Regions from separate parts of the Xenopus tropicalis genome. Here region 1 is linked to region 2. The links are chromatin contacts, called in public Hi-C maps. All regions are on one chromosome and are shown on one strand. Each heading gives the region's core, a stretch centred on a gene start, on an enhancer-like site or on the middle of the called end of the contact. The rest is flanking DNA. Distances are from core to core; before and after follow the strand shown. Region 1 holds the start of acvr2b (activin A receptor type 2B). Region 2 overlaps acvr2b (activin A receptor type 2B).

Region 1 (2,700 bases), core at 122-2,621, 70 kb after region 2:
GTATCCATATTAATGTATTGAAACATTACAATAACAGTCCACGGTCTATAATAAGAGAAAGGGGGCAATGCAACCATAGGAGGTTGGCACTATACAGAGAGACCACTATAAGGGGGGGCACTGTGCACATAAATAGCTGCCTGGTACTGTATGGGGGTATTAACTGCCATGGGTGCCATGATTAAACAGAACCGCAAGCTAAAAATATACCAATATCTTACAAATCTAGGAAACATCTAAAAATAACCCCCCCCCAAGCAACGTGACTATGGGAGGGCATGTTATGTTTGATATCACTACCGAGTACTACAGATCTCCCAGTCACAAATCAAAGGCAAATGAGTCATCTCACAAAAATAGCCCCCCCCCCCCCCCCCCATGGAAGGAAGATCACAACGCTTCATTAATACAAGATGAGCCCCCCCCTTACACTGGGCATTATCAGGGATGGGGGGAAAGGGGACACCAGAAGGAAACAAAAGCCTCCCGTTATCAGACGCGATCCAATCGCTCCCGAGGTGAAATCAAGGTGTCCAATCAAGAGCAATCACAAGCGACTGAGCGCTCACATCGGGCTGGAGTAACACATGGCATAGTACTATCAACAATGCACGGCAGCTCTGACACAGGGGGGGGTGGGGTGCGCTGGGAGAGAGAGAGCAGGCCGCCCCCACCCCCACCCTACATTATTGATGGGATCATGGTGGTCTTAACCCCTTAACAGCCAGAAAACGCCAGTCCCATCAGTGTTACATTGTATTTGTAAATAAAGCAGCTGCGGCCCACCGAGAGCCGGGGGGGGGGGGGGGGTAAAAACACGTGTATTTCTACACACAATGGGGCCCCAGTGACTGCTGGGAGTTGTAGTTCGATAAAAGCATAAAAACAAAAATCGCCCTCTGTTTATAAAGAAGTTACTCGGGGTAAAGGGTTCTGTTATCCGGAGATAGCCTTTGCTCAATATGCCTCTGGCAGCGCAGAGGTTAAAGCCAAGGCAAGTTGGCCACAAGTTGCCCTCTCGGAGGAGGGGTGTTGCCCCCACCACAATGGCACTTACCTGCGCGGAAAGTTGCGAGAAGAAGTGCAAAAGTCAGCGCTGCAGCAGCCCCCATGTTCCCGGGATGCGCCGCTCTCAGCGTCCCATTCGGCCGAGCTAATTCCTTTGCATTCGCTACGATGTATCAATTCCTCCCTCAGCGGCGCTGATTTGTAACAATGTATCAATCCCCAACAGCAGCAGCAGCGCCGAGTCGCAACAATGTAAGCGCTTTTCTTCAGCGCCGGGAGCGGGGGGGGGGCAGGGATCCAACACGCGTGGGTTCAGCCAGGCAAGGGTTAAAGGTGAGTTGTAATGTGGATCCGTGGGAATGAAATGTGTGTGAATGAGGAAAGAGCCCGGGCAGAGGCAGATCAAACAGCAGCACTATAGTGACTCCCCCCACCCCTCCTGCAAGGACTCCACCTTCTGCAGCAAGCAGATTAGCGAGGGGGGGGGGCTGGGGGTGGCACAGACTCACAGGAGCCCAAACTTCAATGTGACAGCTCCGGAGCAGGCAAGGGACGGAGGGGGGCAGGCAGGGGACGGGGGGGCAGGAATGGGAGAGGCCGGACAAGTCACCAGGTATTATTCCCTGCACTGGCTCTTCCTCCCCCCCCAAAATCCTGAACTCAGTCCAAAATGGCTTCTAAAAAAAAAACCCCAGGAGTGAGAGAGAGAGAAAGCGGAGTAGAGGCAGGAGGGAAACCCGGATGTTTGATACAAAGGCAGGGAGGGAGGGAGAGGGGTGGTAAAAGCACAGGAGGGAGGGGAGCAGGGCACGGCCCCCAGGCATGGGAAAAAGAGAAAGGGGAGGGCGATTCCTGCTCGCTGATTGGCCGGCTGCCCTGCCGCTCATTAAGCACCATGGCAGAGTAGTACGGAGGGAAAGGGAGAGGGTCCCGGGCAGTTTGTTGGGGAGAGCGAAACGTGAGCCCGGAGCAGCTCATTGTGTTCCACATGGTTCTACCGTGTATATTGTGTATTTACATGTCCGTATACACATATATATCTATCCATAGCGATATCTATCAGTTATCTATTGTCTATGGTGTCTTTAAAAGCTCTGTGATTGTCCTACCCTTGTCCTTAAATATCCTTTATTTTACATTGAACTCTCTATGTATAAAAAATATATATATATATTATATTAATATTTAATTATAATACTTAGAGTATAAGCTCTTGGAGACAGTAGCACTCAATCTGCGTAACTGTACATATTTATACATTGCCTGTCTGTAGTACTTGTAAGTGCTGTGTATAAATAAAAAGTGTTATATAAAAGAATTCTTATTTATTGATAATATATTAGTATGAATAGTATCCCTATCCTGCCCATACTGGATAATGCAGAGAGCCAAAATAAGGGGCTACTGTAGGGGGGGTTGCTGCTGGGACATAGTGGAAGAAGCATTATGGTATATAAGGGGTTAACAAGCCTTATTCTGCCTTGAGCTCGCTGCAGGCTGCCTTTGAATTTTTTACTGAAGGAATATCAGTCATGTAGAAAAGCACCAACATTTATGAGGAGTGCTAGATAATACACCCCCCTCCCCAAACCCAAAATGAAAAAGCTTGCACCAGATTAAAGGGGAAGTTATGCTCCTGAGCGCAGAGCTGCGATGCCCATAGGTTTCCGGCTGTGACAGGCAGGGGGCAGC
Region 2 (2,903 bases), core at 21-2,520:
TCTGGGAAGGGACTGGGGCTGTGGGATAGCAGGTATAGTAGGGAGAGATGGTGCCTATAGTAGCAGTGGGATAATAGCCTCTGGGAAGGGACTGGGGCTGTGGGATAGCAGGTATAGTAGGGAGAGATGGTGCCTATAGTAGCAGTGGGGGGATAATAGCCTCTGGGAAGGGACTGGGGCTGTGGGATAGCAGGTATAGTAGGGAGAGATGGTGCCTATAGTAGCAGTGGGATAATAGCCTCTGGGAAGGGACTGGGGCTGTGGGATAGCAGGTATAGTAGGGAGAGATAGTGCCTATAGTAGCAGTGGGGGGATAATAGCCTCTGGGAAGGGACTTTGGGATAGTAGGTTTAGGTCAGTCCTTTTTCATAGAACATAATAAAAGGCACCTCACTTACCTGTCGTAACAGTTGAAATCATCCAGCCAGCACCCTTTCTTCACCAGCTCTATGAAGCCCGAGTTGTTCCTCCAAGATGCATAACAGTGGAGTCGCTTGTCCTTCTCCCCTTCGCAGCTTTCTACCCCACTTTGGTTGGTTTTCTCCAGCTCCCAGTTGGCATTGTAATAGATGCACTCCCTCGTCTCCACCTCGTCATGTCCGGAGCCTGGGGCCGAGGGAAATACAGAGTCAGTCACAGTTGTGCCAATTCACACATAAGCAGCAGAAGGTATCATTTAGAGTGGATGAAATATTATATATATATATATATATTTCATGTAACATAGAATGCATTCTCACAAACATTACCAGGCAGAAGCGAGTGGAAACATTCATTGTGAGAAAAGCACAAAATAAATCGGAGACAAAAAGTGGAGCCAAGTAGACGGCATTTTCCTCGAAAACAGCTTCTCAAACGCCGCCGCTGCCAAGATCGTGTAAACACTGGGCACGGAAATAACAGCCATTGTCTGAGCCGCTGCCTGGCAGAATAACCCATTCAGGCCAAGATTGCTGGGCCCAAAAGATTTGAGGAAAGGGACCAGAGGTGCCAAAATCTGCACAATAGGCAGGAGAGGGTCCCGAAATGGGGGGGGGCAAACCTTGTCAATACAACAAATCGGGGACTTTCAATAATTTTAGTTTATGATGTTAAACACATAAATCTTGCAATCTAAATATTCTGAATAATTACAATTGTTTTAGGTCTTAACAGCTGATGCTTCTTTATAGGTAAAAGCAAAGATGGCACAAATGGAAACACGGGTATCAGTCTGACATGCACAGAAATACCAGTCATTCCCCTTCCATGCTCTAGAGGGAGCACTTGTTCCACTAGGCAGCCGAGCCATGTAAAATGCATGTTCCAAGACACAAGGTGCATATAAATACTAAGTTACTGTCCTTTCAGCTGTTGCTAAATACACTTCCCAGCATGCTCAGCAAGTCACTATGGTATTCATTAGGAAAGGTCATATGGTTAATTAAACAACCCCTAATAAAGCAGCTGCCATACTGATATTGTCTGTGTTATATATTAATGGTTAATAAAACAACCCTTAACTACTATTAGCCAATGCCATTACATTATTTTGAGAAATAAAAGATAATCGACCAATTAAAAGGGCTGGAAAATCTTAGCTTATACCTTACTAGGAGAGTATATATATATATATATATATATATATATATATATATATATATATATATATATATATATATATATATATATATATATATATATATATATATATATATATATATATTACTCTGGGGTGACTGACAGCTCTACAGAACATGGGGAATGAGAGAAAGGTAATCATTGCATAAACCCCTATAGGTTCATGGGGCACTCACTCATAACCTGCCCTAGTATACGGACCCAGTTACATTTCCCTTATGATACCATCTTGCCACTATTACAGTGCTTTCAGCTAACCTATTGTTTCTCCTACTCCCATGTAACTGGAGGAGTCCCAAGCCGGACTTGGATTTCTTACTATTGCTATTCTGATACCTACTGGGAGCTGCTATCTTGCTCCCTTCCCATTGTTCTGCTGATCGGCTGCTGGGGGGGGGGGGGGGGGGGGAATATCACTCCAACTTGCAGCGCAGCAGTAAAATGTGCCTGAGTCTGAGCTTTCAGCCAGCGCTACACATTAGAACTGCTTTCAGCTAACCTATTGTTTCTCCTACTCCCATGTAACTGGAGGAGTCCCAAGCCGGACTTGGATTTCTTACTATTGAGTGCTATTCTGATACCTACTGGGAGCTGCTATCTTGCTCCCTTCCCATTGTTCTGCTGATCGGCTGCTGGGGGTGAGGGGAGGGGGGGGATATCACTCCAACTTGCAGCGCAGCAGTAAAGTGTGACTGAAGTTTATCAGAGCACAGGTCACATGGCTGTGGCACCCTGGGAAATGAAGAATAAAGCTAGCCCCATGGGAAAAACAGATTACAATGCAGGATTCTGCTGGAGAAGCTCTATTAACTGATGGGTTCCCTGGCAAATCTGATGGTGGCCCATCTTAAACTTGCCACCGGCATTTATTTGCCCCTGGTAATATGGCAGTTAAGTCAGGGCTCTCATCCTGCACACCGCTTGTACCCCCTACAGGCAGCGTAGACGTCTCTAAGGCAAATACATCAGGTTCCAAAGTGCAACCAACGGTCTCCCCTGGCTTTACAAGTTCTTCTGGCCAGATGCTCAACCAACTGAGAGTTCTAGTTCAGCTATAAATGGATGCGCTGTTACTACACATACAGTCAAATTCAGGAAGGAATCATGGTATTAAGAACCACCGTACAAAAAAAAAAAAAAGTAAAGCAATTTTCTATTGATTTTTTTTCCCACCGAGAAACCCAATTTCTTAGGAATTGGGAACAAAAAAACAGAAATGACCGCAGAGATCAAATTACCAAAAATCAATTGCAAAGTAAATTGCTTGGCCCGCCAACACCACC

Evidence for each region. A called contact is a pair of places that touch in the nucleus more often than the background predicts.
Region 1: a Hi-C map of neurula embryo shows a contact between it and region 2, with 5 times the contacts expected there. The contact joins the promoter of acvr2b here to the enhancer-like site in region 2. A contact is called at or near these places in 4 of 5 Hi-C or Micro-C datasets (gastrula embryo, liver, neurula embryo and 1 more).

Annotation. Positions count from the first base shown.
Region 1 is chr6:13,883,398-13,886,097 of UCB_Xtro_10.0, forward strand. It overlaps acvr2b (activin A receptor type 2B), which reads right to left and starts at 1,372. Exons shown (of 11, transcript NM_001006870.1): 1 at 1,058-1,372. The coding sequence starts at 1,112.
Region 2 is chr6:13,813,866-13,816,768 of UCB_Xtro_10.0, forward strand. acvr2b (activin A receptor type 2B) reads right to left here. Exons shown (of 11, transcript NM_001006870.1): 2 at 399-606. Among named protein-coding and RNA genes, the nearest start is that of exog, 42 kb to the left of the region's middle. Within about 2 kb of position 1,271, at least 2 of the 11 cell types and tissues checked have an H3K27ac peak or open chromatin away from gene starts, as enhancers often do. A contact at or near this core is called in neurula embryo, where this site is marked.